Linked DNA regions of Sus scrofa: all the other regions are linked to region 4. A link is a contact called in public Hi-C and HiChIP or PLAC-seq data. All regions are on one chromosome and are shown on one strand. Each heading gives the region's core, a stretch centred on a gene start, on an enhancer-like site or on the middle of the called end of the contact. The rest is flanking DNA. Distances are from core to core; before and after follow the strand shown. Region 1 holds the start of RSL24D1 (probable ribosome biogenesis protein RLP24). Region 2 overlaps PRTG (protogenin). Region 3 holds the start of PYGO1 (pygopus homolog 1). Region 4 holds the start of C1H15orf65.

Region 1 (4,900 bases), core at 968-3,467, 160 kb after region 4:
TTAAAACAATTGAACAAGTCAGCCATACAATGAGACACCAACATCAAATACTTTCACTGATATGAGGAATTTGAAAAAAGGACAGACTGAACTTCTTTGCAGAACAGATGCTGACTCACAGACATTGAAAAACTTAACATCTCCGGAGGAGACAGTTTGGGGGGTGGGGGGATATGCTTGGGTTATGGGATGGAAATCCTGTGAAACTGGATTGTTATGATCATTACATAACTACAAATGTGATAAATTCATTTGAGTAATAATAATAATAATAATAATAAACAGTTGAGCAAAGCAGAATCCGGAGGTAGACCTGTAGATAAGTGATATTTTGAATTAGTTGGGGAAGTGATGTCTTAGTCAAACCATGGTATTGGAAAAAAATCCCCCATTGGAATCCTATGTTATTATTTATACGTAAGCAGATTTCAGGTTAGCTGAGAATTCAAATGTGGAAAATGATACTATAAAAATAATAGAGAAGAATCTTTGGAAAGCAGTTTTCAAGAGGAAAATGCAGTTTCAAGCAAAATACCAAATGCAAAACCATAGAAGAAAAGATTAGTTAAGTTCGGACACATATAAATAAAACATTTATGCATGGAAAAACACAGTAAGCAATATAGTATTGATAAATTGGAAAAATAATGTATAAATGTCGGCAATGCTCTAAATTTACTATGAAAAACGCTGTTAAAAATCAACAACACAGGAGTTTCCGCTGTGGAAAGTCAGTGGGTTAAGAACCTGACTTCAGTGGCTCTGGTGGCTGTGGAGGCATGGGTTTCACCCCAGCCCAGTGCAGTGGGTTAAAGGATTCAGCATTGCTGCAGTTTCAGTTTGGATTCAATCCTTGGTCTGGGAAATTCCATATGCAGAGGGTGCAGTCATTAAAGAAGTCAGCAACATAGTAGAAAACTGTAAAGGACACAAACAGGCAATTTGTGGAGGAAAAATTTTCACACATTTGTGAAGACTCCTAGGCCCATTCATAAATAAATGCAAGTTAGTAATGAAAAAATATTTAACATCAGATTGGCGAAGATCACCTTTGACAAAAACTTGATTAATTATCGTTCTTATTCATTGTTGTTAAGTGTTAATTGGTATAATGTTTTGGAAGGCATTTAATCTTATTTACCAAATTTTAAAAGTGCACAGAGGCCCAGCAGCTGTATACAGATAAACTCTTGAAAATAAGGATGCTTATTAGGTCAAAAAATAGGAAACAAATATCCTTCCATAGGTAACCATTTAAAATTACACTCTCCTGCAGTTGCATATATGTAACTATGGAAAACAATGTTTAGTATTCATTGATAACAAAACGTGTACTGAATGCTTAATTATATGCCAGGAACTGTTAATAGGATTGGGAAGAATAGTGATAAACAAAAGGACAAAAGTCCCTGGGGTCATCGAGCTCACACTCCATTGAAGGGAGGCAGATTACAGCAAGATGAAGAAGACAGTGAACATGATGCTCATTAAAGTTATAAAGAAGAGGGAGTGGAGATACGCACACACAAAAGAACATGTTTGTCTATGCACATAAAACCTCTGCTAGGTGATAAAAGGAAGTGATTGCTACTGGAAAAGACTAGAGGTCTGGGGAGAGAACCTTCGTTTCCTGTGGAATTTTTTTTTTTTTTAATATCTGTATCTATCTCTCTCTATATCTATATATATATTAAAAGGCGGTGGGGAGTTAGGGTGGTGAACACAGCTATGAGTCTTTAAAACATTGCTGGTGAGGTCCTTTGAGCCTGGTCAATTGCTTCGGTTGCAGCGGCGGCTGCAAGTGCCCGCCGCGGACACTAGGCAAGTCCGCTTGGGACCGGAATAAGGGTCGGGGCTCGCGCCGGCCGTGGACAAAGGGATTTCTAGACAAGTGTGGAGAGCCGTCTGGCGAAAGCACGAACCGGAGACAAAATTACATGAGTAAAAGGTGACATTATACGACCCGGTAAGTCCAAAAACTAAACACTAAACGAGCCAGTTCAGACGTCTGCACAGAACTACGCCACACCTTCCCAGAGAGGTCAGCCGCTCAGACTCTGTCTCCTGCGCCTGCGCCAAAAGGCAGCGCTTTTGCGGGCGCAGCCGCGAGGAGGCGCAGTCACATTCGGATCACTTTCCGGGGGCCGGCAAGAGCGAAGGACCATTGCCACTTCCGGGTGGAGACCTGAAAAGGGAGTCACTTCCTGTGACGGGGCTACGTCACTTCCTTCAACCTCGGCGTTTGCCGGGCGGGTTCCCACGCGCGTTCAGCATGAGGATTGAGAAGTGTTATTTCTGTTCGGGGCCTATCTACCCAGGCCATGGCATGATGTTCGTCCGTAACGATTGCAAGGTGAGGCGGCCAGGAGCCTCGCGCGCCGCACTGCGCTCCCGCGGGCCTCTCGGCTTGGGGTTTCTCTGCGCTTGCGGGCTTTGGCCCGGGGTTTCCGCGCGTGAGGGTGGTTTCGCTAGGGGCTCAGACCTTGATCTCCCACTTGGGGAGTTTCTTGTCTGCGTCCCGACCACAGCTGGTTACTAGGCCGTCCTTGAATGAAGCGGGCCGCGATGAGGCTCAGGAGCGATCCCAGCAAGCCCCGACTGGGAAGCCGGCGGTCTTTTTGCCCACTCTTGTACAGGGGCCAAGGTCTTAACTTTGTTGAAAGCATGCCCTGTCAAGCGTCATTGTCGAGGCCCCTTTATATATAAATAAATAAGACCCGGGTCGGCCATAGGGTCTTATGATAGAAATGTTGCATATGGCTTAATAGTAATGTGTTATGAAGCTACTGGAGGTGAGTTGGGGAGTAGTTGGTATGTGAAAAGGTATAGAAAGGAGGTAACATTTATCCTGAATCTTGAATTTTGCTTAAGAACGTGAAAAGAAGGCATTCTAGGTGGGAGGAAAACGGACCGTTTGACCAAGGGTACAGAGTGCAGCAGTTACGTCTCTGTTTAAGCCGGTGACGGATTGCAGGTGGTGATAGAGGCTAGGGATAGGGCTTTAAATACAAATATAAATCTATAAAAAAGGTACCTGTGTAAACATAAAATATAAACATATAGACGTTTCTTGACTTTCGATGGGGTTGCTTCTCAGTACCCATTTTAGGTTGCAAACGTGAAAACCTAACCTACTGAATATCATGTTTAACCTGGCCTTCCTTAAACGTGCTCAGAACACGTACGTTAGCCTACAGTAGGGCAAAATCATCTAACACAAAACCTGTTTTATAATAAAGTGTTGAATATCTCATGTAACTTATTAAATACTGTACTGAAATTGAAAAACAGAATGATTGTGTGTATTCACCCTCGTAGTCTTGTGGCTGACTGGGAGCTTTGACTAGCTGTTGGGCATCTGGAGAGAGTTGTACTGGGTTTTGCTAGTGGGGAAAGATCAAAATTTGAAGTCTGGTTTCCACTGAATGTGTATGGCGTTTGTACCATGGGAAAGATGAACCCTTGTTAAGTTGAGGCCTGTTTGTATGAGGCTACATTGTGAAAGACTTCGGGAGTGATACCTGACTGCCTTTTCTTAACAGAATGAGTCTCATTCCTCTGTTTCTTAAATTTGATTCTGAATCACTGGAGAGTTGTAGAATGTTGATTTCTACCATAACTATTGAATTGGAATCTTTGTGGGGAGGGGAAGAGGATCTAGGAATCTGTATTTAATGAGAAGATTTTGACATGCTAAAGAATTACACTTCCTGCTTCATCACCTTGTATCTATTCTTTTCTTTTCTTTTTTGTCTTTTTTAGGGCTGCACCCATGTACCTATGCATATGGAAGTTCCTAGGCTACTAGGGTTTAATTGGCGCTACAGCTGCTGGCCTACGCCACAGCAATAGCAGTGTGGGATCGCAGTGTGGGATCCGAGCCCGTCTGCCACGTACACCATAGCTAATGGCAGTGCAGGCTCCTTAACCCACTGAGTGAGGCCAGGGATCAAACCTGAATCTTCATGGATACTAGTGCCGTTCATTACCACTGAGCCATGAATGACAGGAACTACACCTTGTATCTATTCTTTTTTTTTTTTTTTTTTTTTTTTTTTTTTAAGGGCCGCACCTACAGCTCATGTAGGTTCCCAGGCTAGGGGTCAAATCGGAGCTGTAGCTGCCTGCCTACACCACAGCCACAGCAATGCCAGCCTCATCTGCAACCGACACCACAGCTCATAGCAATGCCGGATCCCCAACCCACTGAGCAAGGCCAGGGATTGAACCCACAACCTCATGGTTCCTAGTCGGATTTGTTTCTGCTGCACCATTACGGGAACTCCGACCTTGTATCTATTCCTGATGGAAGATGTTGACCTACTAAATTACGAACAAGTGTTCTTGTAAAAGTGAGTGACCAAAGCTATGTTTGGGAACTGCGAAAAACATGTAGATTTTGAAATCCTGGTCTTAGGAACAGGACAAAGAATTTATAGACATGAATTAAGTGATTGCCAGGTTGGGGTCTAATTCAGGTGAGCTTTATGGCTTTGTAAAACATCTGGTCATCATGATTTTATTATTTTTATCTATCAGTGTTCATCATTTGGGTATTGGAATTAGAAAAAATTGTGGAAACTGTCCAGAGTTGGATTGCTCTGGCAGATACATTGGAAGTTCACGCTGATGAGGAAGTCTTTATTGCTAGAAAGGACAGTGTTAAATTAGCTAGCTTGTTCTAGGGAAGAATAGTGGATCCAGAAAAGAGTTGATTGGGGGAATAAGAAGTAGAGGCCCTGAAGCACTAATGAAGTACATCATTTTTTTTTTTTCCCCCCTCTCTGTTTTGGCTGCCCTGCAGCATATGGAGTTCCTGGGCCAGGGATCAGATCTAAGCTGCAGCTGTGACACAAGCCTCGGCTTGTGGCAGTGCTGGATCCTTAACGCACTGTGCCAG
Region 2 (4,915 bases), core at 1,583-4,082, 190 kb before region 4:
TGTGTGTAATTTAAAGTGGATCAGAAAATTACAGCTTTTATCTTCCCGATACACTGCAAATCAGCTCAGAGTACTCAATTATTTTAAAATCTCCAAGGCACTGTAGGAAGTCATGCTCTACTGTAGCAATTTCTGGACTCTGTTCCTCACAGTTTTAATTTCCCAGGATCATAAAAGTGCCCTGCCTAAAAAAAAAAAAAAAAAGTTCCAGAACCAAACAGTTTGAGAACATCATATACCACTTCCTCCTATTAGAAATTGACATTGGAAATTAAAGTCCTTCAGTAAAGGACTCCATTTAATGTAACATTTGCCAAAGAAATTGGACTACTAATAGTAAGAATATATTGATTTATTAAATGACCTTTTATTGAGTGATTACTGAATGCCAGGCTCTCTTCTAGGCATTGGCTGTAACACACTGAACAAACAGTATCCTTTTCTCATTGGTGCTTACATCTCAGGTAGCAGACAAAAAACAAATATATAAATATTCCAGTAGTATCATAAGTGCTATGAAGAAAGCCACAGAAGGGGAAAGAATAAAGTGATGGAGGTAGTGAGGTAAGTCCTTTTGGAAGAATTGACACTTGAGCAGAGCCATATGATATCTGGGGGAAGAACAAGGGCCCTGAGACAGAAGTGTACTTGGCATTTTAGAGGAACATTGAGATGGCCAGCAAGACTAGAGTGAAGGAAAGAGTAAGAAGTGGGAAATGAAGTGGGGAGGTAGCCAGGGGAAGGAAGATTTTGTGGACCACAGACTTTATTCTAAGACTGATGGAAGACATTGAGGACTTTTAATTAAAAGGATTACTCTGGTAGCCTCCTAAAAGGCTTACCTGAAAAGTTGACCACAAGAAGGTTAGAGTAGAGCTTAGGAGATGGTTTGATACACAAGGTCCATGTGAGAGTTAATGGGAGATAAGAGTTAATGGGACAGATAAGATAATTAGAAGCTCTTAGAACGTAATTTGAAAGAATAGCCTACTTGATTTGCCACAGATTGATATGGGATGTGAGAAAAGAAAAGTAAAATTGGTGGGGAAAAGAAAAATTTGGTTTTGAACATGTTTAATTTGAGATGTCCAGGTAGAGAGGTTGAGGAAGCACTGGGAGGGTTTATTTTATGGAGTAGTGTGGACTAGTGGAATAACAGAAGTCATCAGTGTGGATGGAGATGATATTTAAAACTGAAACTAGAAAAAAAATCACTTAGCATGGACAGAAAAGAGAAAGGAGTAAGACTACACTCACGGGCATTTAATCCAGGGCTCTTGGCCTTCTTAATCCATAGAAATTGATAAGCACCAGACAGGAAAATTCAGGCAAGGCTCTAATTGGGGCCCTTGCTGCAGCAGGGGAGTGAAAACAAACAACAGATTGCCTTGCTAGCTTGTGCCCTGAGGTCACAGTGGGGGCTGGTCCTTATATGGAGCAACTGTAGGAATGGGTCCAGGGGTTGGGCAAGAGGGGTGGCTTAGGTGGTCTTTCCACCCCTTTGGTGGTGGTGTGTGCAGGACATAGACTCTACTTTTGCTTCTGTCACCCTGGTTTTGCTCTGCACTCTTCAGAAGTGGCAATTGACTTTTTAGGTTTTTTGTATCCTCTTGCCCATAATTTGCTCCAACTGCCCCATATAATTTTTAGTCCCTTAGAGTTTCGTTTGTATGTTGTTGCTCAAAGAGATGTTTGTACAGGTGCAAGCATTGCAGCCACTGCAACAAATAGTCCCAGGTTCCCTCCTGTTGCACAACCTTGAATCTCACCCTTTGCTTTTATATTTTAACTGAACATTCCTTTTGTAACACACATCTCATATTTTAATATAAATTCAGTTGATATTTACTGAGAATTATTTGTATAAAGTATTATGCTAGCCACCTTCAGCAGTTAAAATGTGAAAAATTGTTCTGTTTTCCAGAAAGGGAAGAAGGGGAGATCAGGAGTAAGGAAGAAGACTTACTTTCATTGAGCATATATATGTGTGTGTCAGACACTTGCCCATGATAGTTTATTTAATCCTTGTAATAATTATATTGTTACTGACCAGGGTTCTTGGACTCTTTAATCAATAGAAATTGATAAGAGGCCAGCCAAATTCAGGCAAGGCTTTATTAAGACTCAGCACAAGGGAGTGAAAACAAGTAACAGGCTCCCTTGCTCACTCCCTAAGAGGGGCAAGCTGCTCTCTTAAATAGGGTCAGGGTAGGGATGGGTCCTGGCATGGGGCTGAAGGGCTGGCTTAGGCGATCCGCCTTCCCTCAGGGGTGCTGTGTGCAGGGCGCATGCATAGTGCCTTGCTTTTCCTCCCAAGCCTCCAAAGTGGCAGTTGAGTTTTTGGGTTTTTTTTTTTTTTTTTTTTTTTATCTTTTAGTTCATAATTTGCCCCAGACTGTGCATGCACACAGTTATTTTTAGTCCCTTATAGTTTTCTTTTTTGTGTGTGTGTGTGTGTGTTTTGTTGCTCAAGGAGGTGAGACTTCTGTCAAGGTACAAGCACTGCAGCAGAGTGTCCCAGGTCCCAGCCTGTTTCAATAAGAGTTGGGAATTATTGCTCTCATAAGGAAAGTAAAGTTCTGTGACATGCCCCAAGTTGCAAATTACTTAGTTGGTAACATGCCAGGATTTGATCAGCATTGATCCAAGGCTGAGCTTATTACACTGTCTGGTCTGTGAAACTTCTAGTCTGCTAAAGATTCAGACACATGTAAAAGGCTAGAGACCAAAATAATCATACCAGCAGGAATTGAGACAGTTTGCTGGAAGAATATGGGGACAGTCAGATGGCTTTAATATTTGGAAGCTCCTTTAACTGTGCTCAGAGAAGAACCGGAATGTTACAGTTTCCTTTTTTGTCTGAAGGAAGACTGGGAGACAAGGGAGCAGGCATACCCACATACTCATCAGCTTGTAATATTTAAATTAAGTGCAAGAATTTTAATTTCAGGTAGTGATTGATTTTGCCAAGTGCTTTCTAAAATGAAATGTACTCTGTGATAAAATGGAAACTCTGTTTATTTATATGTCTATTTGTGAAGAAATTGAAATATCCTTCCTTCTAGCTAATTGTAACATGTTGCAATACATTGTTGCTTTTGTAACAGTGGAAAGACTCTTTCTGATTCTAAATAGGGGTCAGTTGTTTATTTAACAGTTGTGTACTCAAGTAGCTCACACCCTCTCCAGGCCAAGTTGAAACCAGAGCTCAAGAAAACAAACTGGGTTCAGCTGCTTGTGCTGCCACTGGGTTGGGCTACCTCCCACCATGTGACCTGCAGAGGTGGCCTCTGAATCATGACCTCAGCTCTAAGATCAAACTTGCATGATGAAATACACTGTAGCAAGTGCACTAGAGTAGCCAGCTCTGACCTGGAGGTGACTGCTGAAATCTCTTGTAAGCTTCTGAAGCTATTCTAAGGCTGCCCTGCCTCTGGAAAAAATGAGAAGCAGCACCTTAGGGAAACTAAGTTTTCCTGTGAAAATCCATCCACAAACGCAGCGCAGGAACTATTTCCTGACAGAATTTCTATTACACCTTCTTTCTTAATATTAGGACTAATTCCTAGGGTGGGAATCCCTTTTGTAGGAAAAATACTTTTGTGCTGTGGTAGAACAAGAGTGGAAAGACACCTCCACCCCACCCCCGACAAGAAATAGCAGTGCCCAAGTAAAACTCCTTCATAGCAGTAATGCCATCAGAGAAGGGACCTTTCAGTACAAAATATATGTAAGTGTAAGTGATTATTTTTGGAGAGAAGTAGATGCTAGTCGGGCTGCTGTGATAATTTTGATGCTAATCTGAGGTCTAGAGCTTCAGCACTTAGGTTTCTACGTACTTTTAGTATTTTCTTGCCTATTAACATTCAAGAAATCTTAAATAATGATTAGGAGAATAAAAAATATATTAATACTTGCAAAAATAATTGTGCTGTTTCTAATTTAAGAAATAAGAACAAAATCATCTATCAGAACAATTACCATAAATGGTTTAAACATTTCTGAGAGGAAAAAAAAGACTCTACATTAGATTTTTAAAGTCTAATTGTAATTGTTGAATCTGAAATCATTGTGTTATTTTCTCTGTACTTATATTTGAAATATCCCATAAGAAAGTGTTTTTAATGCTTTGTTTCCATACCTACATAAACAGTAAAACATTGTATATATATGCTTATATCTTTGATAAAAAAATATGTATATGCTTACTTATAAAAATAAAAAAAAATACATGCTTCTTTTATAAGATCATTATAAAATTGCAGAGAAGGTTTATGTAGGGCAGGGTGCATGGCACAATGTTAAATGAAAACCCTAGGATATAAAAATGCATGTAGTAAATATGTATTCACACATGTACGGTACACGCACACACACGCGCTTGAAATACACCAAAATGTTAACATTAGGAGGTTGTCAGTTTTATTTATATTAATCTTTTTTTACAGATGTTCTACTTTTATAATCACAAAGATATTTTATCCGTGATTGTGTGATTGTTAGAATGACCAAAAGATGAAGTTTATTTAATTTTAATTGATATATTTATAGGGGCGATAACCATGGCTTTACTAGAAAACCTGGTGGCAGGAAATATATACATTGTGAAGATATCTGCATCCAATGAGGTGGGAGAAGGACCCTTTTCAAATTCTGTGGAGCTGGCAGTACTTCCAAAGGAAAGCCCTGAATCAAATCAGAGGCCCAAGCGTTTAGATTCTGCTGATGCCAAAGGTCTGTATCCTGCCACAACCATTGTTTTCCTTAGGGAAAGAAAGAACACATATTTTTTTTCCAGCTCCCCTCTGCTCTGTTTCCACTTCTACCATGTCATATCCCTAAACCTGTACTTGGCTCCTTGAATGGTTACTGGGGAGGCTCTGATGCTGTGAGGGTGGATGGCTCTAGCTGCAGT
Region 3 (4,346 bases), core at 1,485-3,984, 160 kb before region 4:
GTAACATCTTTATTTGTACCTGCAGCCTAGGCCTCTCCCCTGAGCCCCAAAGTCCCTTATGTGATCCAATTTCTAGTCTGGGGTCAGCAGATTACAGCCTGTGGGCCAAATTCAGCACACTGTTTTTATAAATGAAGTCTTATTGGGACACAGCCACACACACTTGTTTACATTTTGTCTGTGTTGCTTTCCTATTACAATGGCAGAGTTGAGTAGTTGTGACACAGAATGCACAGCCCACAAAAACCGTATTTATTATCTGGCCCTCCACAATAAAAGTTTACTGACCCCTGCCCTAGCCTTAAGCTGTGCCTTCTACTGCATTTTAGGCATGACTGAACTTGTACTTTTAAATAGAGGGGTAGGCCCATCAATAATAGCTTTATCTGTATCTCTCTGTATGAGAGAGTAAAGATTAACTCTGGAACTCATATCCAAGATCCATGGAGAAAGACTACAACAATGAGGTGAAGGAATATTTTTGTTAGGAATTCTGTTCCATTGGGAAGATAAGGAATATAATTCATGATGCCGTTTGCTGTAGAATCACCTAGAGAACCTTTAAAGACAGACTGCCAGTGCTCATTCCCAGAGATTCTGATTCAGTACATCTGAGAGGGCCTTGGGAATCTGCAATTTTAGAATCCTTTCCAGGTAATTCTGATATGTAAAGCCTAGTCAAGGATTTGGAAGTCAAAATGATCTAAAATCCATGGCCAAGTAAGACAGTCTTTTTATTCTTGATCAACCATTAAAAAGTGTCCAATTCATTTCTATTCATTTACATATTTCTGAGTCTCTAGATTTAGGGAATTACAATAAAGAATTCAAAATCTCTCAGCAATGATTTTTCTCAACCACTTTTCTTGCACTTTAGATCACAGACTAAAAACTCTACATTTCCATATTGACTGATATTTTCAAAGTGCTTTCACGCCTTCTTGCAAGCACCCTGTGAGGTATAGAATCCAATACTTTGCATTTACTTGAGTTTATGACATTTACCACAACCCTGTCAATCCACTGTGACCCAAGTGAATTGAGTCTGTTAACTTCAGTCTGTTACTCATGCATTCATTCAACAACAATAATAACAACAAAAATTTTGAACTCTTGCCAGTCATTGTTAGGTACCAAAGGATAGTGGACTGGATAAAATTCCTCCTGCAAGGACCTTACATTCTAGTTGGAGAGGGAGAAGAGCAGAGGTTTCATCTTAGACGTGCTTGCTATAAAATTTTTCTCCAGCCTATCCTAAACTGAATCCTCTAGGAATTTCCCAAAAACTTATTAGAAAAACGGTAACATTTGTCCTCTGGCCACATCCCATCCTGTCTTTTAAAGCTGATTCCAGTGCTGCGACGATTCTGTTACATACCCCTTAAGACTGTACCCTATCTTCAAGTTCTCTTCGACACTGCATGTGCAAGTGAATGAATTTTATGGGTCTTCTCTTTGGAAGAAGGAGACTTCTGTTTGCGGTTGGTTCTAAGCCCTCATGTGATTAATAAGTGCTTCTCAGTGATCCTGGCATCAAAATCATCCGTGTCTCACCTGACCGAAGATTAGGATCTGCACCTACATATTCTCTTTAGTAGAAGTGGAAATCTAACAACAGAGAGGGGGAAAACTTGCACAGAAGTAAGCCAAAGTATCAGAGCTAGAAGGGACCTCAGAAATGTAGCCCCATTGCCTTTTAAAAAGGAGAAATCTGAGACTCAGAGAAGTTAGCTAAGTTGCCTCAGGTCACACAGCCCAAAAGATGGATGTGTAATCAGTGACCAAAGCCAATTTACCATCACACTGGGCGCGGGGGTGGGGGTGGGGGTGTCCGCCTAAAATGTAACGTCTATAGCAAGTCCATGTGCCTCACCCCTTCCACCCACCCCTTTTCTGATATTAATCCCGCACCACTCTTGCTTTGAGTCAAGTCGTTAAGATTTGCATCTAGGGCATTCCACAAACAGGTGTCCAGACCCGGGACATGGACTGAGTCGGGAAAGCTGGGTCTCCACACGCCCGCCAAGAACTCTCCAGCTCCCGCTTACAAAGTTTGTTCGGATCGTACGTTCCTCTTTGAGATTCCTGGTCGCGAGGCCAAGATGCCTGCTGCGGCCTCCGACGAAGTTCGGAGATGCCATTTCCTCGCAGAAGCCCGGCCAGGGTGCGTCTGCAGCTGAGCCAGGCGTCCTCCCGCCCCGCGGCGGCTGGGGAGCGCCGGACGCTGGGCGGGGCGGGGCGGCCCCTCGGCGCGAACTGCCCGCCTGGGCTGCCAGGGCCGCGGGCCCGCTAGCCCCGCGCGGAGGTAGAGGTGCGCGCGGGCCGTGGGGGCTGGGCCGAGGCGGAGCGCGAGCCGACGGCGGCGGCGGCGGCGGCGGCGGCGGGAGGTGCCGCGGGACGAGGCGGCGGCCCCCGCCCCCCGAAGTCCGTCCCCGCGCGAGGCTGGGGAGCTCGGGGCGGGGAAGCCGCGGGGCCGCGCCACGTCCCTCGCCCGCCCCAGAGCGTGTTTTGCAGGCGGCTCCAGACTGGGGGCTTTTGTGTCTGCGACTCGGGAGCAACGAGAGCGCAGACCTCCTCCTCAGAGGGCGCTGTGAGTGCGCCGCCAGGGCCGGGCCGCCCGCCTCCCGCCTCCCCTGTCAGCGGCTCCTGAGGCGGCGGCGGCGGCGGAGAAGAAGGAGTGGGAGGAGGCGGCGGCGGCGCACTCGTCCTCCGCACACGCCGGCCCCGGGTGGGGGGCCGCCCCCAGGCCGCGCTCCCGCCGCCGCCGCTGAGCCCGGCCGGACCCCGCACGCCGCCCGGGCGCCCCGAGGCCTCGTCCTCCTCCCAAACTTTGCAAAGTCGGCCGGCGTCCCCGCCGTCCTCGGCCGCGCCTCGGCTCGGAGGCTCGCCTCGCAGCCGCAGCGGCCCCGCGAGGAGGAGGAGGAGCCGCCGCCGCAGCATCAAAGAGACCGAATTCCCGCGGCCTGGGGGGGAGTCATGCTTTGCGGTCTGTAATGTCAGCAGAACAGGAGAAGGATCCCATTTCGCTGAAGAGAGTTCGAGGTAACCGAGAAAGGCGCCGGGTTGAGGGGAGCGGGGTGAGCGGGGCGCGCGGGGGCCGCGTGCCTGGCCGCCGGGAGGCCACTGGGCTCTATCCGGGCCTAACTCCGCGCTGCCCGCGTCCCGCCGGCGCCCCGGGGCCGAGGCTGCGGTCGGAGGCGCCCGCCCGCCCCCGAGACCCCCGCGCCGAATCCTTGCCGCCCCGACTTTGTGTCAGGAGGCAGTTGAAGCCGCACTCAGCATCCCTTCCCACCCCGATCCTCGCCCACCTCACCTCGTTAGCAAGACACAGCACAATAGGCAGCTCAGAGGGTGAGAAAGAAACACCCCCTGGCAGAGATCACAAACGATGCCCACCCCCCCCAAAAGTAAGTTGGACCGCACTAGAGTTGATGCTCTTGCAGAAGGTGTAGGGGGCCTTCCCGCCATCCCGGCCCCCCTTCTCACCTTCCAGAAAGCAACAAACATAACAGTTTATTTTCTTTAGGCTTAAGAGGAGAAACTATATTCCTTCAAAAGGCTTTTCTCTGTTGGTTTATGGATAAGAATCAAATCACCCCAAATCAGTTTTACACGCGAACGGTTTGCTTCTTCTTTGCATACTAGTTAGGAATTTCCTGCTGTCTTACTATCTAAGAAGAATCAGAGGGAACGATGTACCAGACAAAAGATAATGCCTGTAAGTTCATAGACACCAGGTGCTCTCTGGAGATTTGGGGAATAGCCTCTAGATCTTAATTCCAGCTTTTAATAGGGTTAAGGCTGAAAGTCCCGAAGTTGAAGTAGTACTATTTGTTCATTAAGCAAATATTTATTGAGCATCTGCTGTGTGCTAGGCACTGTTCTTGGCACTGGGATACCACAGTGAACAAAGCAAAAAAACCACCTTCACCTAGCAGGAGTGCACACCCTTGTGGGGCAAACAAATGATGAACAAATAAAAGGTATAGAATGTCAAGTGGTAAGTGCTATGGAGGAAATCACAGCAGAGAGACTGGTTTGAAAATATGTTTGGGGGTGGGGAGGTAGCCATTTTATATGTGTAAGAGGTCTCACCTGGAAGGTGATGTTTGAGCAAAGACCCAAAGGAAGTGATAGAGCAGAGCCAAATGGATATGTGTGAGAAGAGTGGTCTTGGTAAAAGGAGCAGCAAGTGCAAAGGCCCTGGGTCTGGAATTAGCCTAGTGTATTCAGGCAATGGCAGAGAAGCTATTGTACCTGGTTGGAGTGATCAAAAGAAGAAGAACGTGAACTGAGCTGTAAGATACGGTGATTGTGTAGTAGGGACCTTGTGAGACATTCAAAAG
Region 4 (4,902 bases), core at 905-3,404:
ACAGTAGGACCTTGTTGTTTATCCACCTGTATATAATAATTGGTGTCTGCTAATCCCAAACTCCCAATGCTTTCCTCCCTTAACATCCCTTCCCCCTTGGCAACCACAACACTGTGAGTTGTTTTGTTTGATAGATATGTTGATTTATGTCACATTTTAGATCCCACATGTAAGTGATATCATATAGTATTTGTCTTTCTCTTTCTGACTTCACTTGGTATGATAATCTATAGGTCCATCCTTTTGTTGCAAATGGCATGGTTTCATTATTTATTCTTTTTTGACACTGTTTAATAATTTGTTTTAAATATCAAGAGCACAGACATTATAGAATAAGAAGTCACCTGAATCCTGTGGCATTGCAACAGGTCAGCTTTTTTTGAAATGCCTCCTAGGTTTCCTCAGCACAAGGAAGGCTGCTTAGGTGAAAGGTGCTACCCTGTGACTTGTTGGAAAAAAAGGAAAAAGCAACAATAATTTACTTTATGGACACCCAGTCAAGTGGCCCAGGGCAACCCCAGTCACAGACGTTGTGACTTTCAAATCACCTTTTACAACTGGCTCTAATATTCTGATCAACTTTGACTCAAAATTTAAGACATAAAACAGAATCTTGACAAAATAGAGCACAAATTGGCTGAAAATTTTTGTTGGCATAATTTGTACCACACAATCTGTAAAAGTTAGTGCCTACTAAATCTTTTAGATCTCCAGGATAACTCACAAATGTTTACAGACTTAGAAACAAACTACTCATTCCCTTTACATTTAGGTCCTCACTTCAGCTTTCTTACTTGGGTTTCACTCTCTTCAAATCTCTTATTCTTAAAATGTATTCAAAACAGATACAGTTAAAAGCAAAACAGTCTAATGCACAGAATAATAAAAAGATTATTTTAAATTCTTGGAGTTCCCGTCGTGGCGCAGTGGTTAACGAATCTGACTAGGAACCATGAGGTTGAGGGTTCGATCCCTGCCCTTGTTCAGTGGGTTAACGATCCGGCGTTGCCGTGAGCTGTGGTGTAGGTTGCAGACGCGGCTCGGATCCCGCATTGCTGGCGTAGGCTGGCAGCTACAGCTCCGATTCGACCCCTAGCCTGGGAACCTTCATATGCTGTGGGAACGGCCCAAGAAATGGCAAAAAGACAAAATAAATAAAAACTAAAAAATTAAATTCTCTGCTAGCCTACATATTAGGTCGGCAACTATTACTTAAGGATAAGAAGGTTACTTAAAATTATAAATGAATCTTTTAAAATTAAGTCTTAAAATTAGACCATGAAAGTGCCTTGAAAAGAATGAAAATATACTTTGATCTTTCAGTCTTTTGTATATAGATAAAAGCAAGCCACTGAAATACAAATGCCCATTACAGAAACTGTAATTATAAAATCCGGTGTTGTCACAGGTGATGTCAACTATAGTGACTCGAAAAGCAAAAAACCCCCTAAGAGTATAATTTTGAGGCACCCTTTTGTTTCTCCTCAAGCCCACCATCCTCCTTGTTAATGTTTTTCTTAATCTTTTTTTGGCCACAAATAGGGGACAGAGAATTTACTGCCTTAACTTACTGTTTCCAGCAACATTGAGTATAAGTTTTGAACAAGGCACAATGTAAATAAATGTAAGTTTTAAAACACTGTATTTTTCTTGTTCAAAACCATCTCCAGTTCGCGAACGGGTACAAATCGCATACCATCTCCAATCTTTGTACTTTCAGAGGCAATTCTGGCTTAATGCAATGTATCTGTGTGGCCCAGTGGTTGCCTAGAAAGGTGGCTTTTCTGGGGGTAGAGGTGGGTGGGAGTGCAGGGTGCCCCAAATTTATAGTAACGACAACAGTCAAAAACATCCAGCCCTCGGCCCCAACCCACCCAGTCGCACTCGGTCATTCTTGGTATCTTCTTTATTTTCTCGGCAAACGCAGTCTTTTCCTGCAGCAGATGGCGAGAAAGCCAGCGAGCGCAGAGGGCACGCGGCCCTTCCACTACGCCCAATTAAAGCAGCAAAGAGAAGGCGAGCCGTCGGCTGGACCAATACGTGAAAACGAATCCTCTTAATCCCGGGACCTGTCCTCCTGGGTGGAATCCTTTCGTGTGGTTGTAGAAGCCCGTCTCCATAGTGACCGGCCACTGCTCCTCTCCAGTGCCGGGGCCCGGATGTTGTGAGGATCACTACCTCGGGGCCCAGCTTCCTGCAGCCTCGCCGCGGCCGGCTGCGCTTCCCTTCGGGAGTCGTAGTTCTTTCCTCCGCCACCTACCGTTATGAGGTTCGGGAGGGACTACGAGTCCCGGCATGCGCCACGGCGCCCCGCCAGCCACCGCCTCCTGGCTGCGGACGCTTGGGAGCAGGTTGTTGTTTTTATGAGAGGCGTCACTGCTCTGGGAGCTGTGACTGCCGCCACCACGACAACCAGCGCCGTCCCGCGGGGGGTGGCGCTGCTCCTTCAGGTACGGCCCTGGGCGGGTTTGGACACCGGGAGGGGAGTCGGGCCGACTGTCGGGGTCTTGGCCAGCACCCGTGGTTCATCCGCCTGGCGGAGGCAGTCGTGGGGTCTCGCTGAGGCAAGTTCTTGACCCTAGGTGTTTAGCGTTTGCGGCTGCCGGGGTGGCCTCTTTCGCACGCGAGTCTGCAGCCTCCGCGGCAGAGCTGATCCCCGAGGCGTCTGTTGCGGTGGTCCTGCAGCCTTGAATCTCTCCGTGCAGACGCGAGCAGTGCGCGGGGGTGTGGGGGAGCTGACGGCCGGGGGATGCACCCGCCTTCCGTCCCTGGGCTGGCTTAAGGCGCTTCTTGGTCCTGATTGATGAGAGTCCATATGGTGAGATGTTATGTGCGTCACCCTGCCGGCTTTTCAACCGGCCCATCTTTTTTGGTGACGTTTGAGTCCCGTGATACCAGGATACAGAAAGATTAAATAATGTATTTGAGATTTCTGTTTGTGCGCCAGGCTAATAATGGTCAAATACCTCTGCCTATCCTATTTCCCCCCCACGGATCACTTTTAGTGTGGACCTTCCTAATCGTTAAGTCCTCCGTAACAGTAGTCCGCACAGTGCTTTGTACGAATTACATTTTTATCTTTGTTTAAGGAACCCAACTTTTTGCCATTGGGAGCGCCAGTTTTAACGAACTCGGCCAATTAGGTACTTTGTTGAATGAGTGAAATTTGCACTACTTAATTGTAGCTTTATTTAAAAAAAAAAAAAAAAGACAGTGGAGCTTTCTTGCAGCTAGAATAGGTAGTTATTTTAGTACTGCGAATTTTAGATTTGTCTCCTCCAGTAAGGTCACATCTACTGGATAGTACTGGAAACGTCATATTAGCGCATCATATCTTTGGCTTAAGGTTTGAATCTTATTAAGCCTCACATTTCTCAGGGGGATATTTATCACACTTTGGAAGCTGGTGTGAATGGTTTATTATTCCCTGAGCTACAGTCGTAAGGGGGAAGGTAAAGGAAATCCAGGGTATTATTTTAGTAAATAATTTTTAATCTTTTACCAAAGCTAAGGAAGCTATTAGGAATTGTTCTGAAATAATATTTAAGGGGGTAGGAACTACTAGTTTTTAAGTGAAAATAGGTTAGAAAGTATAATTCTCATTTTGTTAACTAAACTACAGAACTAGAAGTGATTCTATGCCTATTGGAAATTAGAATCAAAAAGATAATCGAGTTGTAAAAGTGATTGGATAGTGAAACTACAGATTTTTTTTTCTTTGTATTTTCTGGTATTTTCACAATTTCTATAGAAAAAAAAAACTTAATTTAAAAAAAGGAACACAGGGGAGTTCCTTCCCTGGTGGCCTAGTGGTTAAAGATCTGGCATTGTCACTGTTGTGGTGAGGGTTTAATCTCTAGCTCAGGAACTTCCATATGCTGCCAGTGTGGTCTAAAAAACAAAAAAAATTAAAAAATTAAAAAGGGGCACAGGTGCAGCAATTCCAGTTAGTCTACATAAACATTAATTTTAAAAAGCAAATAACGACAGACAACATAGGTGGAGCCCCTTTACTGCATCCACAAACTCTAAGAAGAACACGTTTAAATGTAAATTACATATGGAAAAGTGACAAATGTATTGGACTAGAAAGGGGAAAAACCCCAGTGACAGTAATTCTTAGTGTTTGTGCTTTTCTTCTTATTTTGATCTGTTTTCAATTTGTACAGTAAAAGACAAAATTGCTTTCTTCAGTTAAGGCAGTGGAAGCTTGATTATTCCTATGATTCAAGGTGGCACATGGGCATTTAATCTGAAAGGATCTGAATGTAGAAGGATTTTTTATTTATTTGTAATCACTTGCTAGTAGGAGTAAAGAAGTTAAACTATTATAAAATGAGAAAATTTTAGCTTGTTTTCATTGAATCATTTTGAAAACTATGTTTTTGTTTTCTATTATGGACACGTTGGATATGGTTGGGTAAATAGCATATTTAGTTCACATTTTGCTCTCTGTCATAAAGAAAGGACACGTTCGTTGTTCTTTGATAGGAATACTTTATGTATTTTTGAAGTTATCAGTCTTGAAAAATTCGGGTTTACCTCAACTCCAAGTGTCCATTAACTCTTAGAAAAATATCCATTCTAAAGCATTTTAGTTTTTTAGACTGTAGAAGTCATGCTTTGTTTTCTTAGGTTGTTTTCTTCGGAGCTTTGTTTCTCTCCCCAAATTTCAATTTCTTTTCAATACTTTCTGTTGTTTAATTTTGTATGTTTTGTGTCCTTTGTTGATTCAGTATCTTACCAGATACTTGGGTTCATTTACAAGGTATAAGAAACATTCATAATTGATTAAAATGTCTGATTTATTAACTGGTTCCACAATATTGTTGTTTAGTTTGTACAATTGTATTCTTATCCAAGTTAAATATTTTAAAAAATTAGGTGGGTTTGGACTGATTT

The links. Hi-C and Micro-C count contacts between places; a contact is called where the count stands out from the background. HiChIP or PLAC-seq counts read pairs in DNA pulled down with a chosen protein or histone mark.
Region 1: a contact with region 4 is called in a Hi-C map of liver, with 4 times the contacts expected there. The contact joins the promoter of RSL24D1 here to the promoter of C1H15orf65 in region 4. A contact is called at or near these places in 1 of 5 promoter capture datasets (liver), 14 of 47 Hi-C or Micro-C datasets (adipose tissue, alveolar macrophages, blood and 7 more) and 2 of 2 datasets of contacts at active chromatin or transcription factors (alveolar macrophages and skeletal muscle).
Region 2: an H3K27ac HiChIP or PLAC-seq map of skeletal muscle shows a contact between it and region 4. The contact joins the enhancer-like site here to the promoter of C1H15orf65 in region 4. A contact is called at or near these places in 1 of 5 promoter capture datasets (liver), 5 of 47 Hi-C or Micro-C datasets (embryonic fibroblasts, liver, psoas muscle and 1 more) and 1 of 2 datasets of contacts at active chromatin or transcription factors (skeletal muscle).
Region 3: a contact with region 4 is called in a Hi-C map of liver, with 5 times the contacts expected there. The contact joins the promoter of PYGO1 here to the promoter of C1H15orf65 in region 4. A contact is called at or near these places in 1 of 5 promoter capture datasets (liver) and 1 of 47 Hi-C or Micro-C datasets (liver).

The regions. Positions count from the first base shown.
Region 1 is chr1:116,610,118-116,615,017 of Sscrofa11.1, forward strand. It overlaps RSL24D1 (probable ribosome biogenesis protein RLP24), which reads left to right and starts at 2,218. Exons shown (of 6, transcript XM_003480359.4): 1 at 2,218-2,353. The coding sequence starts at 2,273.
Region 2 is chr1:116,256,704-116,261,618 of Sscrofa11.1, forward strand. It overlaps PRTG (protogenin), which reads left to right. Exons shown (of 19, transcript XM_021094927.1): 15 at 4,552-4,734. Among named protein-coding and RNA genes, the nearest start is that of PYGO1, 34 kb to the right of the region's middle. Within about 2 kb of position 2,833, at least 11 of the 83 cell types and tissues checked have an H3K27ac peak or open chromatin away from gene starts, as enhancers often do. A contact at or near this core is called in embryonic fibroblasts, liver and skeletal muscle, where this site is marked.
Region 3 is chr1:116,290,627-116,294,972 of Sscrofa11.1, forward strand. It overlaps PYGO1 (pygopus homolog 1), which reads left to right and starts at 2,735. Exons shown (of 3, transcript XM_005654441.3): 1 at 2,735-3,042. The coding sequence starts at 2,994.
Region 4 is chr1:116,446,733-116,451,634 of Sscrofa11.1, forward strand. It overlaps C1H15orf65, which reads right to left and starts at 2,155. Exons shown (of 3, transcript XR_001302177.2): 1 at 1,875-2,155; 2 at 345-445. It overlaps CCPG1 (cell cycle progression 1), which reads left to right and starts at 2,359. Exons shown (of 9, transcript NM_001243301.1): 1 at 2,359-2,450.